2 separate regions of the Pan troglodytes genome follow, and region 1 is linked to region 2. Evidence: chromatin contacts called from public Hi-C data. All regions are on one chromosome and are shown on one strand. The core of a region is the stretch at or near the end of the contact, and the rest is flanking DNA. Distances in the headings are between cores, read along the strand shown. Region 1 has its middle 54 kb from the start of TPD52L1. Region 2 holds the start of RNF217 (ring finger protein 217).

Evidence for each region. Hi-C and Micro-C count contacts between places; a contact is called where the count stands out from the background.
Region 1: a Hi-C map of stem cell-derived neural progenitor cells shows a contact between it and region 2, with 5 times the contacts expected there. The contact joins the enhancer-like site here to the promoter of RNF217 in region 2. A contact is called at or near these places in 1 of 7 Hi-C or Micro-C datasets (stem cell-derived neural progenitor cells) and 1 of 1 datasets of contacts at active chromatin or transcription factors (stem cell-derived excitatory neurons).

Annotation. Positions count from the first base shown.
Region 1 is chr5:136,980,149-136,986,622 of NHGRI_mPanTro3-v2.0_pri, forward strand. No RefSeq gene overlaps it. Among named protein-coding and RNA genes, the nearest start is that of TPD52L1, 54 kb to the right of the region's middle. Within about 2 kb of position 3,068, at least 16 of the 24 cell types and tissues checked have an H3K27ac peak or open chromatin away from gene starts, as enhancers often do. A contact at or near this core is called in stem cell-derived excitatory neurons and stem cell-derived neural progenitor cells, where this site is marked.
Region 2 is chr5:136,836,584-136,843,711 of NHGRI_mPanTro3-v2.0_pri, forward strand. RNF217 (ring finger protein 217) reads left to right here and starts at 3,556. Exons shown (of 5, transcript XM_054686920.2): 1 at 3,556-5,026. The coding sequence starts at 4,145. LOC104006968 (a long non-coding RNA gene) reads right to left here and starts at 4,909. Exons shown (of 9, transcript XR_010158180.1): 1 at 4,829-4,909.

The sequences.
Region 1 (6,474 bases), core at 1,818-4,317, 140 kb after region 2:
GGACTCCATCTCCTGACCTTGTGATCCGCCCACCTCAGCCTCCCAAAGTGCTGGGATTACATGAATGACCCACTGCGCCCAGCAGAAGCTACCATTTTCTTAAAGCCTGGGCCCCAAAACTGGTACCACACCATGGAAACAGTCGCAGCAGATCATGAAACTTGTCCCTGTCTCCTGGCCTAAAGAGATTGACTGTCTGAGGCACAGTTGCCATTTATTCATGCAACAAATATTTTTTGAGTACCTATTACATGCCAGACACTGTTACAAGTCATGGTTATAGATTAGTGAAGAAGAGACAAAAAAAAGTCTGCCATAGGAAGGTTACGTTCTAGTATAGGAATCAGACAAATAAGCAAAATAAGTAAATTATAGAAGTGAAAGGGAGAAAAATAAAGCAGGGGAAAGTGATAGATAGTGGGGGTAAAAGGGCATGGGCTTCTGGGAAGGTAAAGTTTGAGCAAAAGTATGAGAGGTGAGAGAGCTGTACTGATGAGCTAACAGGGCATTCTAGGCAAAGCAAACAGCAGAGACAAGGGCTCAGAAAGGCAAGACTCCAGAGCAGCTGGAATAGAAGGAGAGGAGATGAGTATAAACAGAGAGGTGGGGGCATTGCTGCAAATGTAGGTGGGTAACTGTAGTGCATTTGCATTCAGTTTGAGCGAGATGAAAAGTCCACTGAAGTTTGTAGACAGAAGGGTGCTATGGCCATCCCTAGGTCCCAACAGGATCATTCCGGCTGCTGCAATGAGACTAGAGTGAAGCAAATGGACAAAAGAAAAAGGTACAGATCAGCTGGCCAGAAGGACAGCTCCAAAATGAATAATGGCCCTATTCTTCTTCACACAGCTGGACTTCTCCCCATCTTTGCTAATGAAAACCAAATCACTTCCTTGGTAATAGTTTACTTTTTCTCTGTATTCATTCAATAAATAGCTATTGAGCACCCATAGGAGGATGCCCATGTTATCATGGATCCCCAAAAGAGAATGGCATATCTCTATGTGAGAGTCAAACTCACAATTTTTTTCAAAATTCTCAAAAGTTGGTCCAGAAAAAAAGTTACACAGCTATTTTACGCTTGGCCAAAAATATTTTAGTGGACTTCGGCATTCAGACCTTCAGATATGTAAGGGTGAGAATTGCAGCCTTTGGGGCATGGATATGAGGTGCCCAAGACAAAAACCTGGAGTTCGTCCTGTCTGGCTATCTTTCACCCAACCTAGCTCAGTCTGTCATCAGCCCTCTCAATTATATCTCCTAAATAACCTCTCTATTCACACCTTCACCCTTTAATTCAGATTGTCCTTCTTATTCAGATAATGGCAAGCATTGGGATTCTTGCCTTCAGGCTTCCCCTCTGTTTGGCCCATGCCTGTGATGTGACTGGCCATAGGCACTGTCCACTGCATCCTTCACAGTGCTATTAGGGTGATGCTACAAAAACACAATCTGATTTTATCACTTCTGTCTCAGGATGGGGTTTTCTGAGAAGCAGATTCCTAGATGGAAATTTGCATGCAGGAGGCTTATTGCTAAGGTTTACTGCACATCTGTGAAGGAGTGAAATAAACAGGATTGGGCAGGGAGAGAAACTAGACTGCAATGAAGTCCCCACACAGGCCTGAGCTCATCAGCCGTAACCTATCAGCCGGAAGCTGGGAAGGCTCTGCAGAGAGTTGTCCCAAATTGAAATGAGAGTAAGCCTTAACACTCTGCATAGATCAGTCATTGAATGGGAGCTGCCCTTGGAAGCATGACTTTGGGAGGAGGTGACCCTTTCAGCTGAGAACACTCCAGAGTGGGTTCAGCTTAGAACTGTCAGTCATCAACACTCTCAGGCTGGGCAGTGAACGAATCAGCCCCCGGAGTGGGTGGGTGGGATGAGACAGAGTAGCTTGGGTCAGGAGGAGAGGTGTGGAGAAAGGTGAGGGGTGGAGGTGGAACCTGGATAGCACGTTCCAAGTTAACCTCTCCAGTCCTTGCTCACTGTTGAGACATTGGGACCCCCCCCAATCCCCGACATTAAACAGAACTCTTCCTTCCACCATGCTCTATTAATATAATCACCAACAGATTGGTTATTTATTTTTGCTTATATTATGCATGAGGCCCTCTAGCAAGAACGTGAATTCCATGAGGTCACGGATCATGTTCTATTCATTTTTGGGTCCCCTGCACCGTCTATGGTAACTGGCAGGTACATCATAGGCATTGAAACGTTTGAGGAACAAATTACAAAACTATAAAACAAAAAAGTTTTATAAGAGACGTGCCCAAGACGCCTCAACTTCAGAATGGTGAAGCCAGCGATTCCAACTGGGTCTCCCTTCTCCAGAGTTGTAAGTGCACTAGGTTAGAATCAGCGGAGGAGTGGGAAATGGGAAGAACACGAAGCTGGAAATGGGAAACCTTAGTTCCAGCCTTGGTTTTCATCCTCCAACTGGCATGCTAACTTGCCCTCTCTGGGCTTCCTAGGTCTCTTATTCCTTATATTGGAGGTGTTGTTATGGATAATTTCAAAACAAATCTTTATCTAGCGCCTACTATGCGTTCACGTAGTCTGTTCACGTGTATGTAATCCTTACAACCCCTCTGTGGTGTTATTAGTATCCTCGTTTTATAAACAATGTGGGAAAGAAAACAACAAAGCTAAGCCCAGCTAAACTAAAAAATAAAAAATACAGTTCAATGGTTTGTTTGAGGTCACATAGCAAAGGCTCAACTCAAACTCAGGTCTCCTGCTTGCCAGTCTGCGGTTCCTGCCATGGGGAAATTCTGTTATCTTTGAAGAAAATAATAAGTAAGGGAAGAGAGAGATGCCCTTTCACAACTGCAAAATTCTCTTCTCCCCAATTTCCAGCTCCCATCATCAACAAAGAAAACCACGAAAACAAAAACAAATCCGGATTGCCTTTGTCCATAGTATAGAGGGCGGGGCGGGGGCGGGGGCGGGGGCGGGGGCGGGGGCGTCGGCGAGGGCGTCGGCGAGGGCGTCGGCGGGGCTGCAGCCTCCACGCAGAGACCGCTGACGGCTCCGCGCCGCTCAGTTGATCCCTTCCCAGCGCATGGAGCGGGAGACTAAAGGCCCACTGCCCATGGCTGCGAAAACCTTCCTTCGGGAACGCGGAGCTAGTGCACGGGGGCATGTTCTTCCCCCGCAGCCCCGGCAAGCAGAGGCCGGCGGCCTGTGGCGCGGGGCAGTTGTGCTGGCTGCCGGGCGGGGCTGCTCTGGGTCTGGGTGCACGGAGAGGAGCGCGGAGTGAAGCGCACGGTGCACACTGCGGGGCGCTGCTTGTCACCTCCCTGCCCCTGCCTCTGCCCTCCCCCGCTGTCCGGAGCACAGTCCCGGGAGGGCGGATGTCCCCTGGGAAGATGCGCGAGGAGAGCGACTGGGAGGCAGCTAGCAGCACCTGCGTGTGGGCAACACGACCCGAGGCTGTCTCCATTGCCTGCGTGCTGAAAGCATAAAAGCTTTTTTTTTTCTTTTTTTGAGGAAGTAAATGTGTAAATTAAATTACTTTGGTGGGGGTTAGAAAACAGTTTCCCTCAGTGTCATGGTGACATCTTCCATCTGCCAGTTCACTTTTCATAAACCTGCTGATACATTTTCTACATCTCATTAAAAAGGTAACCCAAAAGAAAAGTAACGGAGGGAGAAGGAGATGAAAGGGAGAGAGAAAGGAAAGACAAAACGAAGAGAAAGTTAAAAAAAAAAATAGACTAGGAAAGAGGGCCCACCAGGAACCAGGAGGAGCCCTGGGGATGGGGTCGGGACGAAAGCTGGCAAGAATTTCGGCTGACTGAGTTCCTTTAACAAGTAGAAACGTGCGGGGTTGTGTGCGATTTTCCTGGAAAATCCTCACAACCCTATGAGTTAAACATTATTCCCATTTCAGAGATGAGGAAAGTGAAGTCAGGACAGAGTTGCATCATCAATCTGATTTGAATACCAAGGGCAAGTTTTTTCCCACTACATCACGGTATCCAGATCCGTTTTAAACTATTAGAATCACCGTTGTTGCATTATTTATTACCCTTGACAGAGACTGAATAACCTCCCCCATCACAGAGTCTGCAAGGACAGAGGTGTGATCTAAACCTGGGCCTGGGAGCCCTGAGCTATCAAGCTAGACTGCTTCTGAGAGCCCTTCTCTTGTTAACGAGGGACTCTGAGGCAGGGTACCCAAACTGTCCTTTGACATCTGCAACTCTAAAAGAGTAATTGGAAATTGGGGAATAATAAAACAACAGATAGAAGTTTTTGTTCCCATCAAATGAGACAGTGTATATGAAAGTACATAGCATAATACCAGTTATTTTCTTTCTGACATTCAATTCATTGAAAGTTTATTCAATATTACTTATTCAGTTTATTAGTAGTAGTAGTAGTAGTAAGCATGTTTAGGGCCCCTCCTGTGTTATTAGACATACCCTGTATGTGGATCTTGGTGAAGGCTGGGCTCCAATCCTGGTCTTGTGGAGAGTACTAGGCAAAGATTTAGGACAAATGGATTCCTATCTTGAATTCTTACATTAATTTGCTCTGTGATATTGGCATAGCCACATACCTTCCCAGACTTTGGTCTAAAATCAAGGAGTGCAAGGGTAATCTCTAAGATCTCTTTCAGCAATTAAATGTGGGTCCATGTAACCTATATTTAAAGTTAGTTCCAACTGTTCAGTTCTATTATTTCTGTAATCCAGACAGGCCCTGTCAAGCAGCTGTGCATCTGCATACTCCCATAGGCAGAGTCTCCGCCTCCTCCTCCTCCTCCTCCTCCTCCTCCTCCTCCTAACTCCTACTTCTCCATCGTCCTCAGCCCCAGCATTTTCTCCTGCTAGATGCCATCCTGCCTGTACCATCCAGGGTGCATCACCATGGCCCCCTCTGTTAAGGACTCTTTGTAAATCACCACTGAGCAAGGCACTTGCATTAGTTTTCTAGGGTAGAAGTAGCAAAATACCACAAACTGGGTGGGTTACAACAACAAACTTAATTCTCTCATAGAGAGCCCTGAAGTCTGAAATCAAAGTGTCAGCACCACTGTTTCCTTCTGGAGGCTCTGAAGGAGAATGTGTTTTTTGTCTCTCTCCTCGCTTCTGGTGGTTGCCAGCAATCCTTGGCATTCTTTGACTTGCTGTATCTTCACTTCACTTCAGTCATTGGATATAGGACCCAACCTTATCCAGTGTCATCTTTGGGGCAGAAATGTGTTCTCTCTAAATTCATATGTTGAAGTCCTAATCCCCACAGCCTCAGGCTGTGACTGTATTTGGAGATAGAATCTTGACACAGGGAACTAAGGTAGAATGAGGTCATACGGGTGGGCCCTAACCCAATATGACTGGCATCCTCATAAGAGGAGACTGGGACACAGGCATACACAGAGGAAAGTTTATGCTGAAGACATAAAGAAAAGATGGCCAACTGCAAGCCAAGGAGAGAGGCCTCAGAGGAAATCAACCCTGTTTACACCTTGATCTTAGACTTCTAGCCTCCAGAACTGTGAGAAAATAACTTTCTATTGTATAAGTCCCTCCCACTCCGGGTCTGTGGTACCTTGTTATGACAGCCCTAACAAAGGAATACAGACCTTCACTTAAATACTACAATTACATCCACAAACACCCTATTTCAAATAAAGTCACATTCTGAGGTTCCAAGAGGACATTAACTTTTGGGAAGACACCATTCAACCTATTACAGCACTTTTCACAGTTTCCTTCAGGTCTTTGTGTTCCTTCAAGGCAGGGACAATTATCCCCAACAGGGCACAAGTCCTGGCCCTTAATATGTGCTCTACAAAGGGAGAAGGAAGAAAGGAAGTAAAAAGTAAAAGAAAAGAAAGAGAGTAATAACAGAAAAGAGAGAGGAAGGAAAAGGGAAAAAAAAGGAAGGAAAGCTGCATGCTTTCCTAGTTTCCTCGTTTCAATTACATCCTTCAAAACAAAATACTGTTCTTCTTGAGCAAAAGATTTCTTAAAGCGTGTTTGAATTTCTGTGTGTATGCAATTTACTTTGAAACATGCAAAGGAAAGAAATAAGGGAAACGTGATAATATCCTGTTGCCTCATTGCTGGCCCTGAAAAACACTTCCAAGGGGTTGCCCGATTAAATATAATACACTCAGTTAAATTTTAATTTCAGATAGACAAGCAGTAATTTTTAGTATAAGTATGTCCTAAATGTGATATATATAAGTGTGTGTGTACATATATGTGTGTGTGTGTATGTGTGTGTATATATATACACACATATATATATACACACATGTACACCAGACATGATAGAAAGAACATAGACATTGGGCCCATACAAATTTAGGCTCCAGTTTTTACTACCTTTTAGCTCAGGGACCTGGGACAAGATACTTAATCTCTTTGTATGTCAGATTCTTCATCTATAAAATTATAATAGACTTATGGGAAAGGGTTGTTGGGACTTTAAAATGTCTGGTATGTGCTGCTTCC
Region 2 (7,128 bases), core at 2,306-4,805:
AAAACACTTATGCACAGCAAAGGAAACAATCAAGAGAGCAAAGACACAAACTGCAGAATGGGAGGAAATATTTGCAAACTATTCATCCCACAAGGGACTAATATCCAGAATATACAAGGAACTCAAAAAACTCAACAGTATAATATATATAATAATTGCACTAAAAATTGGGCAAAGGACATTAATAGACATTTCTTGTCTGTATAAAAGAAAGTCTGTATAAAAACAGACAGACTCATAGACCAATGAAACAAAATAGAGAATCCAGAAATATTATTAAGTCCACATATTTATGGCCAACTAATTTCCAACAAAGGTGCCAAGAATAAACATTGGGGAAAAGACATTCTCTTCAATAAATGATGCCGAGAAAACTGGAAATCCCTATGCATAAGAATGAAACTAGACACCTATCACTCACACAGTTGATCACAAAAATCAACTCAAAAGACTTTCTTTTATATAGACTTTCTTTCTCAAAAGAAGTCATACAAATGGCTAACAAGTTTATTTAAAAAATGCCCAGCATCATCAATCACCAGAGAAATGCAAATCAAAACCACAATGAGACATCATCTTACCACAGTTAGAATGACTATTATCAAAAAGACAAAAAATAACAAAAGGTGGCCAGGATGCATAGAAGAGGGAAATTTTATACACTCTTGATGGGAACATAAATATGTATAGTCATTATAGAAAATAGTCTGGAAGTTTCTCAAAAAACTAAAAATATAACTACCATATGATCCAGCAATCTCATTACTGGGTATTTATCCAGTAGCAGGAAAGGAAATCAGTAAATCAAAGTGACATCTGCACCCCTATATTTATTATAGCACTATTCACAAGAGGTTGATATGGAATCAACCTAAGTGTCTATCAACAGATGAATGGATAAAGAAAATATGGTATGTATATTCAATAAAATACTATTTAGCCATAAAAAATGAAATTTTGTCATTTACAGCAACATGGATGGCACTAGAGATCATTATGTTAAGTGAAATAAGGCAGGCACAGAAAGACAAATATCACATGTTCTCGATATATGGGAGTTTAAAAAGTTGATCTCAGGGAAGTAGAAAGGAGAATGATAGTTCCCAGAGGCTGGAAACACAGGGGCAGATGAAGAGAAGTTGGTTATATGTATACAAACATATACTTAGATAGAAGGACTAAGTTCTAGTGTTCAATAGCACAGTAGGCTGACTATAGCTATATACTGTATATTTTAAAATAGCTAGAAGAGAATATTTGAAATGTTTCCAACACAAAGAAATGATAACTGTTCAAGGTGATGAATATCCTGTGTACCTTTATTTGATCATCACACATGGTATGCATATATCAAAATATCACATATATCCCACAAATATGTTCAAATATTATGCATTAATAAAAATGATTTTAAAAAATTGAAGGGAGCCAAAAAGAAGTCATGTTTTAATGCCAGGATAAGAAAGGCAATAATAGAAAAAACAGCATTCTAAAACTGACATAGTTTTCTGATATTGAAGTCTGGATTTTAGGGAAGGTACACAGTTCACTGCAGATTAGGACATTTTGAGGCTTTATATTGGTAGGAGCAGGATATTAGTGATAGTACTTACGTTGTATCAACAGTTGTGTACAACCTGAGATGGAGCAGATGGTTTGAGTTTTGAGAATATTAAGCTTGTGGCAGATAAATGGAATTTTTGCTAAAATATTAAATATTGGTTAATAAAATGTTTTCTACCAATCCTTCTTTAAAAAATTAATCCCATCGAAACAATCATTACTGGTGCTTCATGCACTTCAGAGAAAATTCATTGTGGAACCACCATGTTAACTTTTCAATTTAATTCACTTCCATGCTGCTGGAGTCCCATGAGCACTAGATTGAATGCCAGGGGTGGTGGGTCAAGGATTCAGGCAAGTTTGGGCCAATCTGGAGGGTGGAAATAGGGAACCACATATTATTCTATTTTCACAAAGGCCCAAAGAATTCTGTAGGGAAGAAGTCATGGCAAAATAAAGGGCTGCAGTTTTAAGCAGCAGAGATATGGGCGGCCATCATGAGTCCCAGCAGGGACTTCTAATGGGTTTGGTGTAGAGGACAGCCACTTCCAGTAAGCTGGAACCTAAGGGATAAGGAATAAAATGGTAAACACTGGAAGAACAAGTTCTCAGAATACGAGTGAAAAATGTGTGTGAGGAGGGGTTCCCAAAACTATAAGAGGACTTTGAGGGGTTTTATTCCAATAGACGCTGTGGGAATATACTTTTTGGCATCCATTATTGTTACTCTGGTCTTAGCCTGTTGTCACCTGGAAAATGCAGATTACTTTTATATCTCTGGAAAGAATAGTGGCTTGGTCATCAGATGGCACACTCAAAAGGCACACATAAGTAGGTTTCTTGTCTCTGTCTTTAAAACAATAAGCACTTAAAGTATCATTTGGAGAAAACAGCAGTTACCAGGAAATCACTTAGCTGAGATAAAAAAGAAAAGAATCCTCGAATAGCATTTAATCTTCAAAATAAGAATTTTCCATTCTTGGGTCAGACCGATAGATGACATGGCATTTAGACATCGAATTCATACCTTTGCTTGCAACTGAGCCTCAGACACACATATATGATGGAAATGTTCTTTGGCATTACACTGCTTTCTTAGTTTGCATCGCTAGTCACCTTTGTATCATTTGCATCTGATTTGGAAAATATTTTAGAACAACCCAATAACAACTTCGAGATTAAAAAATAAAATTCTACACACTTTACAGTTCCTTGCTATTACATGAATGTGTAAATTGAATTCCCTCTCAGGAGAAAAAAAACAAGGGCTGGCTTCCCAAAAATGTTTTCACTGGCTTTAGGGAACTAAAACACCAGTGTCTGGGTGAGTAAGTAATACTTCCTGTAAAATAAAGATAGATCAACACATAATTAAGTCCTGGCTCACATATAATTGTTGTTTTGGAAACAGTTTTGAGGATAAATATGGTTATGCTAATGAAACTGCCCATGATTTCCACTAATGATCCAGTTTATTAATTAGGTCAGGACATTTTTCCACCTTGTGCTATATTTTGGAATGCTGAAAAGGGTTAAAAAAAAAAAAAAACTTCTAAGAGAACACTGTAGGCGAAGAAAAAGAGACAAATCTTAAATTAGTTATCAACTCTTGTAAGGATTCCAGTTGGAGGAGTAGATCGAAAGTGCTTTTTCGATTATTTATGGGTTTCGAAGATTCTTCCTACTCCACTAGGCAGAAAAACAGAGTTGTAATATACAGCATTTAGAATTCATAATCCTTAGCATTATTTCTCTGAACTGGACATCCTAAATAGCCAGCGTTTACTAATTCCAGAGCTGAGTGTAGTTTTGTAGGAAGTTCTACTGAATGCGGAGACCAAAGGGGAGCCTGCCTGCTCTGAGGGTTTTGTTGAGGCTGAGTGTGAACTCCGGGCGAGAAAGCGCATCTCAGCTCTTAGATCACACCCACTCAGGGTGTGCGTGTGTGTGTGCGCGGGTGCCTGCGCGCGTGTGTACGTGTGGGGAGGTGTGCGCCAAAGGGGTGGGGTGAGGGGCGGCGAGGAGGGCTGTAGGTGAAGCGCGGGGAGAGGGAGGTCGCCCGCTCCGGCCTCTCCCCCAGGGGCCCTGCGACTGGCCAGCGCTCCGGCTGCACCTCCTGGTGCGCGCCGCGGCGGCGCCACAGGCCCCTCGACCCTTTGACCACCGCCCTCGGGCCGCGCGTCCGGCAGCCGGGACCGGTGATGGCGCGGGACTGACGGCCGTCTCCTCCCAGACCCCTCTGTCCCGCCTGGGGCTCGCTGGGGCTGCGGCGCCGCCCCGAGCTGCATGTGGGGCGGGCGCGCCCGAGCCCAGAGCGAGCGGCCCTCGGCGCCCCCGAGGCGGTGCCCCGCCGCGCCAGAGTACGAGGAGGAGCGGCGGGCCGGGCCAGGCTCCCCACGCGCCGCAGCCTCGGAGCACGGGCTCCCCGGAGGGGACTTGGGGCGTCCCAGCCCAGGAGGAAGGACCCGGAAGCAGAAGCGGAGCCGCGAGTCGAGCCGAGCCACTGCCCCCGCTGCCCGCCGGCGCCGGGTGGGGGTCCCGGTGGCTGGATGGGCAGCGGCGGCGCGGGCCGCGGGCGGCGATGGGCGAGGAGCAGAGCACGGTGAGCGGCGGCGGCGGGCCCCAGGAGTCGCAGACCCTCGCCAGTGGCACTGCGGGCCACCCTGAGCTCCCGAGGCCTCAGGGGGACAGCGCCCGGGCGCCCCCGCTGCGCGCCGCCTCCGCGGAGCCGAGCAGCGGTGGCTGCGGAAGCGACTGGGGCTGCGCGGACACCAGCGCCCCGGAGCCCGCGAGGAGCCTGGGGCCCCCGGGCTGGAGTAAGAGCCGAGCACCGGCGCAGCCTGCGGGACTGGCACTCACCGGGCCTCTCAATCCCCAGACCTTGCCACTGCAGTTGGAGCTGGAGGAGGAAGAGGAGGAAGCTGGGGATGGAAAAGAGGGAGGGGATGAACAGCAGGAGGCGCCCCCCGGCGAAGAGCTGGAGCCCAGGACCCGCGCGGGGGCCGCCGACGGACTGGTCCTGGACGTGCTGGGTCAGCGGCGCCCGCCCCTCGCCAAGAGACAAGTCTTCTGCTCCGTGTACTGCGTGGAGAGCGACCTGCCCGAGGCCCCCGCCTCGGAGCAGCTCTCGCCGCCCGCGTCGCCACCTGGGGCTCCGCCAGTGTTGAACCCTCCCAGCAGCCGCTCTTCCTTCCCCAGCCCCCGACTGTCCCTCCCAAAGGATTCCCTCTCCCCCGACGGCGGCAGCATCGAGCTGGAGTTCTACCTGGCGCCCGAGCCGTTCTCCATGCCCAGCCTGTTGGGAGCTCCAACCTACTCTGGCCTGGGCGGTGTAGGGGATCCCTATGCGCCCCTCATGGTGCTGATGTGCCGGGTGTGCCTGGAAGACAAGCCCATCAAGCCCCTGCCTTGCTGCAAGAAGGCCGTGTGCGAGGAGTGCCTCAAAGTCTACCTGAGCGCCCAGGTAACTTCACCCCCTTCTCTTCCCCATTTATCATTCCAAATCACTGGCGAGGAGGTCCTGCTCTCGATCTGATCTCCCTGCTCGCGCGAAGAGGTGACCGACACACTTACTGAGGATCTCTGTTAGTTTCTCACGTCTCAGTTGTTATTTAAGTGTATTTTGACCTCACTGGTTTACTTAACTGGAATTTAACCTTGCTGTGAACTTCAGGCTATGGTTGGCATGTGTAGAAGGCACAAGATACACGTTGTTGCCCTCCTCTTATTTCTTATACAGGATTGCAAGCACAAGCTTGCTCAAAGGAGGAGAGGAAGAGACTGCCTCATCGGCCTGGTATCCCAGAAACTAACAAGCAGTGGGCATAGAATAAATATTTATGGAGCTGGTGGAGAAAAGAATTGGAATAAATATTTCAGACCCATAATACATGAATTTGTAATTTTGCTTCATTTGTATATTCCAGGAAAGAGTGAATGTTTAAAAAAATGTATCCCTTGGCCTTTGCCTACTTTTCAGTTTCCTTTTTCCACAGTAAAGTTGAAGTACTTTTTTTTCACTGAGGTTTTAAGCCAGCACTCTTTAAGAGGGAAGCAAAACAGAAAGAGCAAAACAAAGCAAAGAGAGGCTAAGAGGTTTCTCAGAACAAGCACTGGTGAAACTTTCCTCCTCTGCTTTTATTTGAAAACTTGGTTTTTTTTCTTGGAAAGCTTGAGAGTGCACCAGACCAGCTTTCCTTCACTGACGGTGAATGCGTTCTTCCAGCAGTTTTCAATCTGTGATGTTTCTGCCAGTGTTTTGCACAATCCTGGATGCCCTTTGATCCTGTGTCCAATTGTCCTAGGCCTATTCATCTTTCAAAACCCTGTGTGTTCAGGTGCCAACTCTTCTGTGAAGCGTTGCCTCACCCTCCAAGTCACTGCTTATATACTTTCACAGTATCTTATATTATCTTACATGCACTGAAGTTGTTTCTTTCGTGTCTGCTTGTCTTGTTAGACTGTCTGGACAATGTCTTAGAGTCCCATATGTGGTAGCTTCATGTTGAGTCCCTTGCCCATCATAGTGTTTTTAATAACATTGGCTGGGACAAACTGAACAGGGCTCCATACCATGTGATTCCTCTATGTTTTTTGGCTAACTCATGCTTGGGTCTAGACTGAAAGTGTGTACAGTCCCTAACTAAAAATGCAAACAAAGACTTAAAACGGTATGTTACATAAACAGTAAATTGGCTAAAATAGTTGGGATTATTTAAAAGCCTCTGAGAGACTGTTGTTTCTTTCATGCTTTATCTACAGAGATTCTTAAAACAGGAGGAATGTCTGCTGCTGGTTGTGGTAGTTTCTGTATCATCATCCTCAAAACAGATTTCGCTGCCCTGCGATGGGATTCAGACATTTCCAAAATATAAGCCCGCCTCCAGGGAAGTCACTGTGAGAGCAGATGTGTACAAAAGAACAATACAAGGTAGCATGGGAGGAGATGTCAATAGAGTAACAATTCCAGATAGCACTTCCTGTTAAATGCTGGATACACATTCCAGAAATTCAAGGGAGGTAGTCATTGTGGCTTGGGGTACTTTACCTAGCAGTTTGGTTTCCTTATGGTGGGCCCTTTCCCCAAAGCAGTTTTCTTTTTCTTTATTAAACCTCATAAGTTAGTTTTAGGAAGTTTTAGTAATGGTAGTAGGGAGACAGAGGGACATAGTCAAGTGGTCATTGCAGTGTACAGTACAACCACTAAAAACTCCTCTGCAGTGACACAGTATCTGAAGCTTGTCTGCAGCATTTCTGATTGTATGTATGTGCCTGACTTTCTTCCAAAGTATTTGCTGGGACTTTCAATAAATAATAATATACATTATTGGCCGGGGGCGGTGGCTCACGCCTGTAATCCCAGCACTTTGGGAGGCTGAGGCAGGTGGATCACCTGAGATCGGGAGTTCAAGACCAGCCTGACCAACATGGTGAAACCCCGTCTCTACTAAAAATACAAAATTAGCTGGGCATGGTGGCGCATGCCTGTAATCCCAGCTACTTGGAAGGCTGAGGCAGAAGAATCACTTGAACCCAGGAGGCAGAGGTTGCAGTGAGCCAAGATCA